Regions from separate parts of the Zea mays genome. Here region 2 is linked to region 1. Evidence: chromatin contacts called from public HiChIP or PLAC-seq data. All regions are on one chromosome and are shown on one strand. The core of a region is the stretch at or near the end of the contact, and the rest is flanking DNA. Distances in the headings are between cores, read along the strand shown.

What was found. HiChIP or PLAC-seq counts read pairs in DNA pulled down with a chosen protein or histone mark.
Region 2: an H3K4me3 HiChIP or PLAC-seq map of leaf shows a contact between it and region 1, with 3 times the contacts expected there. The contact joins the promoter of LOC100276243 here to the promoter of LOC103646931 in region 1. A contact is called at or near these places in 1 of 25 Hi-C or Micro-C datasets (ear) and 1 of 3 datasets of contacts at active chromatin or transcription factors (leaf).

Annotation. Positions count from the first base shown.
Region 1 is chr2:125,574,154-125,576,890 of Zm-B73-REFERENCE-NAM-5.0, reverse strand. It overlaps LOC103646931, which reads right to left and starts at 1,359. Exons shown (of 1, transcript XM_008671539.3): 1 at 1-1,359. The coding sequence starts at 1,104.
Region 2 is chr2:125,909,063-125,911,799 of Zm-B73-REFERENCE-NAM-5.0, reverse strand. LOC100276243 reads left to right here and starts at 1,348. Exons shown (of 2, transcript NM_001150078.2): 1 at 1,348-1,533; 2 at 1,645-2,277. The coding sequence starts at 1,359. The coding sequence ends at 1,928.

The DNA of each region.
Region 1 (2,737 bases), core at 110-2,609:
CTTGATCTCCACTGATTCAACTGGCTCAGACTTTTTGATCTCCAGCGTGGACGGCAATTGCTTGGTCTGTACTGCCTGCACTGTCTCACATTCCTTGATTTCCGGCAGTACCACAGGCTCAAATTTCTTGATCTGCACGGATTTCTTGATCTCAATTGCATGCAGTGGCTCAAATTTCTTGATCTCCGGTTTCTTGGCTTCTTCCATTAGTTCCGATGGCTCCAATTTCTTGATCTCCATTGTTTGCATTGCCTGACAATTCCTGGTCTCCAATAATTGCACTGGCTCAAATTTCTTCATCTCTACTGACACTGGGTCACACTCCAATCTCTTCTCCTCAACACCATCGCTGACCTCATCAATGGCTGACAAAATTAAGTCCTGCCCCTGAATGCCGCTCTCTCCTTCTGCTTCCATTTTTTGCACAAATAATGTATCTCTGGGGGAGCAACACTGCTCAGCCAAAGGATCAGAGCCTTTCATATCCTCGGAAATCACAACTTTTTCGTCAATTTTGTCCTTCAAATCACCAAAACTCTCAAAATCCAAGATGCTTCTGTCAGAAATGTAATCTATTACTGGGAGCGCAAATGCAGGCTCACCAATTAACAACAAGCTCTGCTCCTCCTCAGACACAAAGCAAGAAGCTGTAACACCCATGATCTCCTCGACGCGGAGAAGGGAGGCAGCGTCGGTGGGACCAAGGACGAAGGAGCACAGCTGCGCGACAAGCCCCGCTGGAGCACCGTCGGGCCGGAGCTCGGCGCAGAGTGCTGCGACGGCAATGCCGCAGGTCCTACCGAGGGACTTGACCCCGGACCAGTCGGCGCCGCCGACGTACGGCCCGACGGTGACGAACACAGCGAGGAGGAGCGACGTGGAGACGAGGAGCGGACAGAAGAAGGCCGCCAGGGTGAGGAGGCCGCGCGCGAAGAAGAGGAGGTAGACGGTGTGGAGCGGGTGGGAGGCGAGGAACAGCGCGACGCCTAACGCGTCGTGGAGGAGGCACAGGGACACGGCCACCGCCACCGGCATGGCGTCACGCTTGCTTTCGCCGCCGCCGCTGTCGGCGGAGATGCACAGCTGAACCTGCTCCGCGGCCATTGTCGCCTTCCTCAGCAACACCTTGCTCCTTCCTGTGCTCTTCTAGATCGCTTGTTGTCGGCGGCGGCGTCTGTTTCTGCTGGGTTTGTTCGCTAGCTAACTAGCTGCGCGCACGCGCGCGTGAAGCGGCATGGCGTGCTGTGATCTACCCGCGGTGGGATTTGTCATGGAGCGAGATGCTGGGGAGAGTCCGGGAAGAAGGCGCTTTGGTTACAGGAGAGAGACGAGAGACGGTAAATAAAGCAAAGAACACGCCCATGGGTGATGGGACTCTAACATATATGATACCTAGCATGTACCTCGTTCTAACGCTACGATTCTAAAGATGGAGGGTCAACAGCGACGGTAGCCTAAGAGGAGAGGTTAACGGTTGTGACGACGGCGACGACACGAGTGGGTAGGAGGGGTGGTGGGGACCGGGAGATGGAGCAGGAGGGAGAGGGAGACAAATGAATGATGAAGTATGATTCAAATATATTTTTCATTGATTTGAGTAAGTAAGAGAAAGGATGTTATCCAGCGATTTGAACCATTGATTTTAATAATGTGTTAAGCCTGGGTGCAATTTGTTTGGTAGATTTTAGTGGAGGTTATGGGTGTGAGTGATTTGGTTGGGTGAGTTTTGTAAAGTTTAAAGTGGTGGATTATATAGTGGTATAGATACACATCTGATAACTCCAACATCACTTAATCATTGTGAACTAGCTGTTGTCGACCGTTCAAGCTACGGCTGTCGACCGTTGAAGCTTAAGTGTGACATCGGACATGTCCAATCAGTGTTACCAGTTTGGTTGCATTGGTAATCTCTCAGAGTACCATATCCAGTGTGGGATCTGGTGTGCCATCCGACACGTTCAATATGTTGTAATCTCCCGCATACACGTTGTAGAGTTTATTAGGTGCCATGTCTTATGTGGCGTCTGGTGCACATGTACGATACACACCTATGTGTCTAGTGTACTAAGTTCTTCAACCCATTCTTCAGTATATGCATTGCTCCTATCTGATGCAACATTCGGTCCACCACTAGACACATCTGATGCTCTCTACAGTATGTATTCTTCGCATCTTCATTTTTCTTCACTTGGGCTTCTTTCTCTTGTGCCTTGAACTCTTGCATGATTTTGATAAGTCTTCAATGAGTCATATAATGCCTTGCTTTGAGATGTTGATCTTCTTAATCACCCATTACCTTTTTGGCTTCGTCCAAGTCCATGCTGCATTTTTAAATTATATTCATAACCAGTAGCAAATGATTACTATCGGGTACCCAGAAAAGGGGTACCCGAAATAAGGCATATAATCTCCTGGCCGACCAAGTTCACGCCGAGCAAGTCTGCGAGACGGGACGACCGACCAATTCTCCTCCAAGCAAGTCTGTGAGGCGCGACGACCGACCAAGTCCTCGCCGAGCAGGTCTGCGAGGCAGGGCGACCGACCAAGTCCCTACCGAGCAGGTCTGTGAGGCGGGGTGACCAACCAAGGTCCCCACTGAGCGAGGTCACCGACGAGGTCCATGAGGTGGGGCGACCGACCAAGGTCCCCACCAAGCAAGTCTGCGAGACAAAGATCCAAGTCCAGCATTATGAATCCACGCTGACTGAGGCAAGGCCCGTCACCCTAGGCTGTGGCC
Region 2 (2,737 bases), core at 99-2,598, 330 kb before region 1:
GGGTTGGTTGGCGCACCGGACACTGTCCGGTGCACACCGGATAGTTCGGTGCCTCCCGCCGACCGTTGGTGTGGGCCATGCGTCGCCCGCGGATTGCGCGGCCGACCGTTGCGCTGGCGACCGTTGGCTCACCGGACAGTCCGGTGCACCACCAGACAGTCCGGTGAATTATAGCCATACGTCGCCGGTTTTTCCCGAGAGCGGCCTTTTCACCGGAGTTCAGCATGGCGCACTGGACAGTCCGGTGTGCCAGGCCGAGCTGGACTTTGGCTACACACAACTAAGTCATTTGCAATTCTTTCTTTTCCTGTTTCTAGCACTTAGACAAAATATGTTAGTACTCAAAACAATGTACTAAGTCTATAAACATACCTCATGTCTTGATTTGCACTTTTCTCTTCATTTAGCACCATAAGAACTTAATTAAATGTGTTAGGCACTTAATCACCAAAACATAATTAGAAATTGCCCAAGGGCATATTTCCCTTTCACCTTCCCTTCCCACGCCACCGGTGCCGCCCAGATCGGCAAATTCGCCCGCATCTACCCCGCGCGCGTCCCGGATGGCCACTTCTTCCTCCGCCTGCCCTGGGGTTCCGTAGCATGGGCCACTCTCTCTCCTCGCATTCCAAATCCAGCCTCTCCTCCCAGTCGCCCCGCAGCAGGTGGCTCTCGTCGATGGGTCCACCGCTACGGCTGACCGCGCCGATGCAGATCGCTCCGGAGGACAGCGGCAGTGGCAGTTCCTCCTCGTTTGCGCCGCTCGCCTGGGACTACATCCAGGACCTGCCTGACGAGATCCTCGCGCTCGTCTTCGCGTCGCTCTCGCCCACCGATCGCAACGCCTGCTCGCGCTGGATGGAGTCGACGCCACCACGCGCCACCGCCTCTCCCTCGACGCCCGCGCCGCGCTGGGCAACGCTGCCCCCGCGCTGTTCGCGCGGTTCAAGACCGTCACGAAGCTGGCGCTCCGCTGGGCGCGCGGGTCGGGCGCGGACAGCCTCTCCGACTACGGTGCTGTGGCCGTCACGGAGACTTATTATGGCGTGGGGAGGAGGGTGGGGCGGAGGCATCCGTCGCGGAGACGGGATCTGCGCACTGGTGGTAGGAGATCCCTTGATGGCGACGCGGATGGCGTGGGAAGGAGGGTGGGGCGGAGGCGTCCGTCACGGAGCCGGGATCTACGCGCTGGGAGGATCGCGGAGGAGAGGGGTAGAACCGTACATTACACGGATGTGAACGCCTACACTACTATCTTAAGAAGTAGTATAGATATAGATATAGATACAAAGCAATATTTCGCATTAAAAAAAGTAGCGGCCTCGCGCGGCGAGTAAGGCTGGTGACCAAACATGTAAATGCACGGCACACCACACCACAGCCCCCCTACTTTCCTCTACCTTGCAGACTGCACACTGCCTCAAGATGGTTTCCTGTTCCTCATCTCCACGGCCACCCATCCCTCTCCTGCTCCTCTTCCTCCTCCACTTCTCCTCTGTCCTCGCCGTATCAGCTCCTTCAGCCTCACAACAGGTACGGCTCCCTCCCTCTTTATCTATCCCTCCCTCGCACCTGTGTGGGGTTGGTTGGTAACGCGTCGTGTACCGACGTTTATCCCTTCCATTGTGTGATGAACTACTGTAGGCTGGTACCGACGGCGGCGGCGGCAATGTGTCGGAGACGGCGGCATGGACGCCGCGGCTGAGGAAGACGTTCTTGGACGGCGGCATCGAGCACTGGCACGGGCGGCGGCTGGTGGGGCGGTTCCAGGTGTGCGCGGTGTGCACCTGCTGCGGGGGCCCGCACGGGATGTGCATCCCGGCGCCGTGCTGCTACGCCATCAACTGCAACATCCCCAACCGTCCATTCGGCGTCTGCTCCTTCACCCCGCGCACCTGCAACTGCCTCAATTGCCACCTCTAGCCTAGCCTTGCCGCCAAGGATGCCAAGGTGTGGCGAACTGCTGCTGGATCCATGGTTTTGATTGTTTCGCTTTTTAAGTTGGTTGCCGATGCAAGGGATTCGTGGTGAGAGATTCGTTAATTTAGGGACCAAGTGGAAGATTCCATCATTGCATAATACTAGTATTGTTAGTAGTATATACTCTTGTCCTGCATTGTAGTTGTAGCCATGACTCATAGTAAGTAGCAGTATGGTGATGGTTGGATTAATTCAGCTTTTTTGCTCTTGCTTGGTGTTGTTCAACTGTGGATAGTATCTATCATTGCAGTGTGGTACTTGTATTATTTTTTTCCTCATGGCAGTAGGCATGACCTTTGTTCTTGGATTTTGTCAGCGGTGTGCCAATTTCCAGTCATCTGAAATGGATCAACCACAATTCTTTTTAGACATTTCTGAATTAGAATTCATAAATTCATTTTTGCGGTCATCGAGATGGCGATGTGGTATGTGTACCATGGATTACCATTTTAAATCCTACGCGCTTTGTCTGGCCATGGTTTTGATTGTTTAGGCTGTGCTCCTATTACTGCTGACTCAGACGGTGACTCAGACGAGAACACGAGTATATCTCATGAAACTGGTGGGCTGTTCTAGTTTCTTGTAGTCTCTGGCCATGGTTTTGATTGTTTTTTTTTTGTTTGCACTTGTCACAATTAATGTGGATTTCCTGAATTTGACATCCTGATTTAGTAAGATTATTCAGATATTTTAATAAGCATTGTGGTTAAAAATTTTGTTCAAGATTTTTTTGTCAGATACACGAATGGAAATGGTC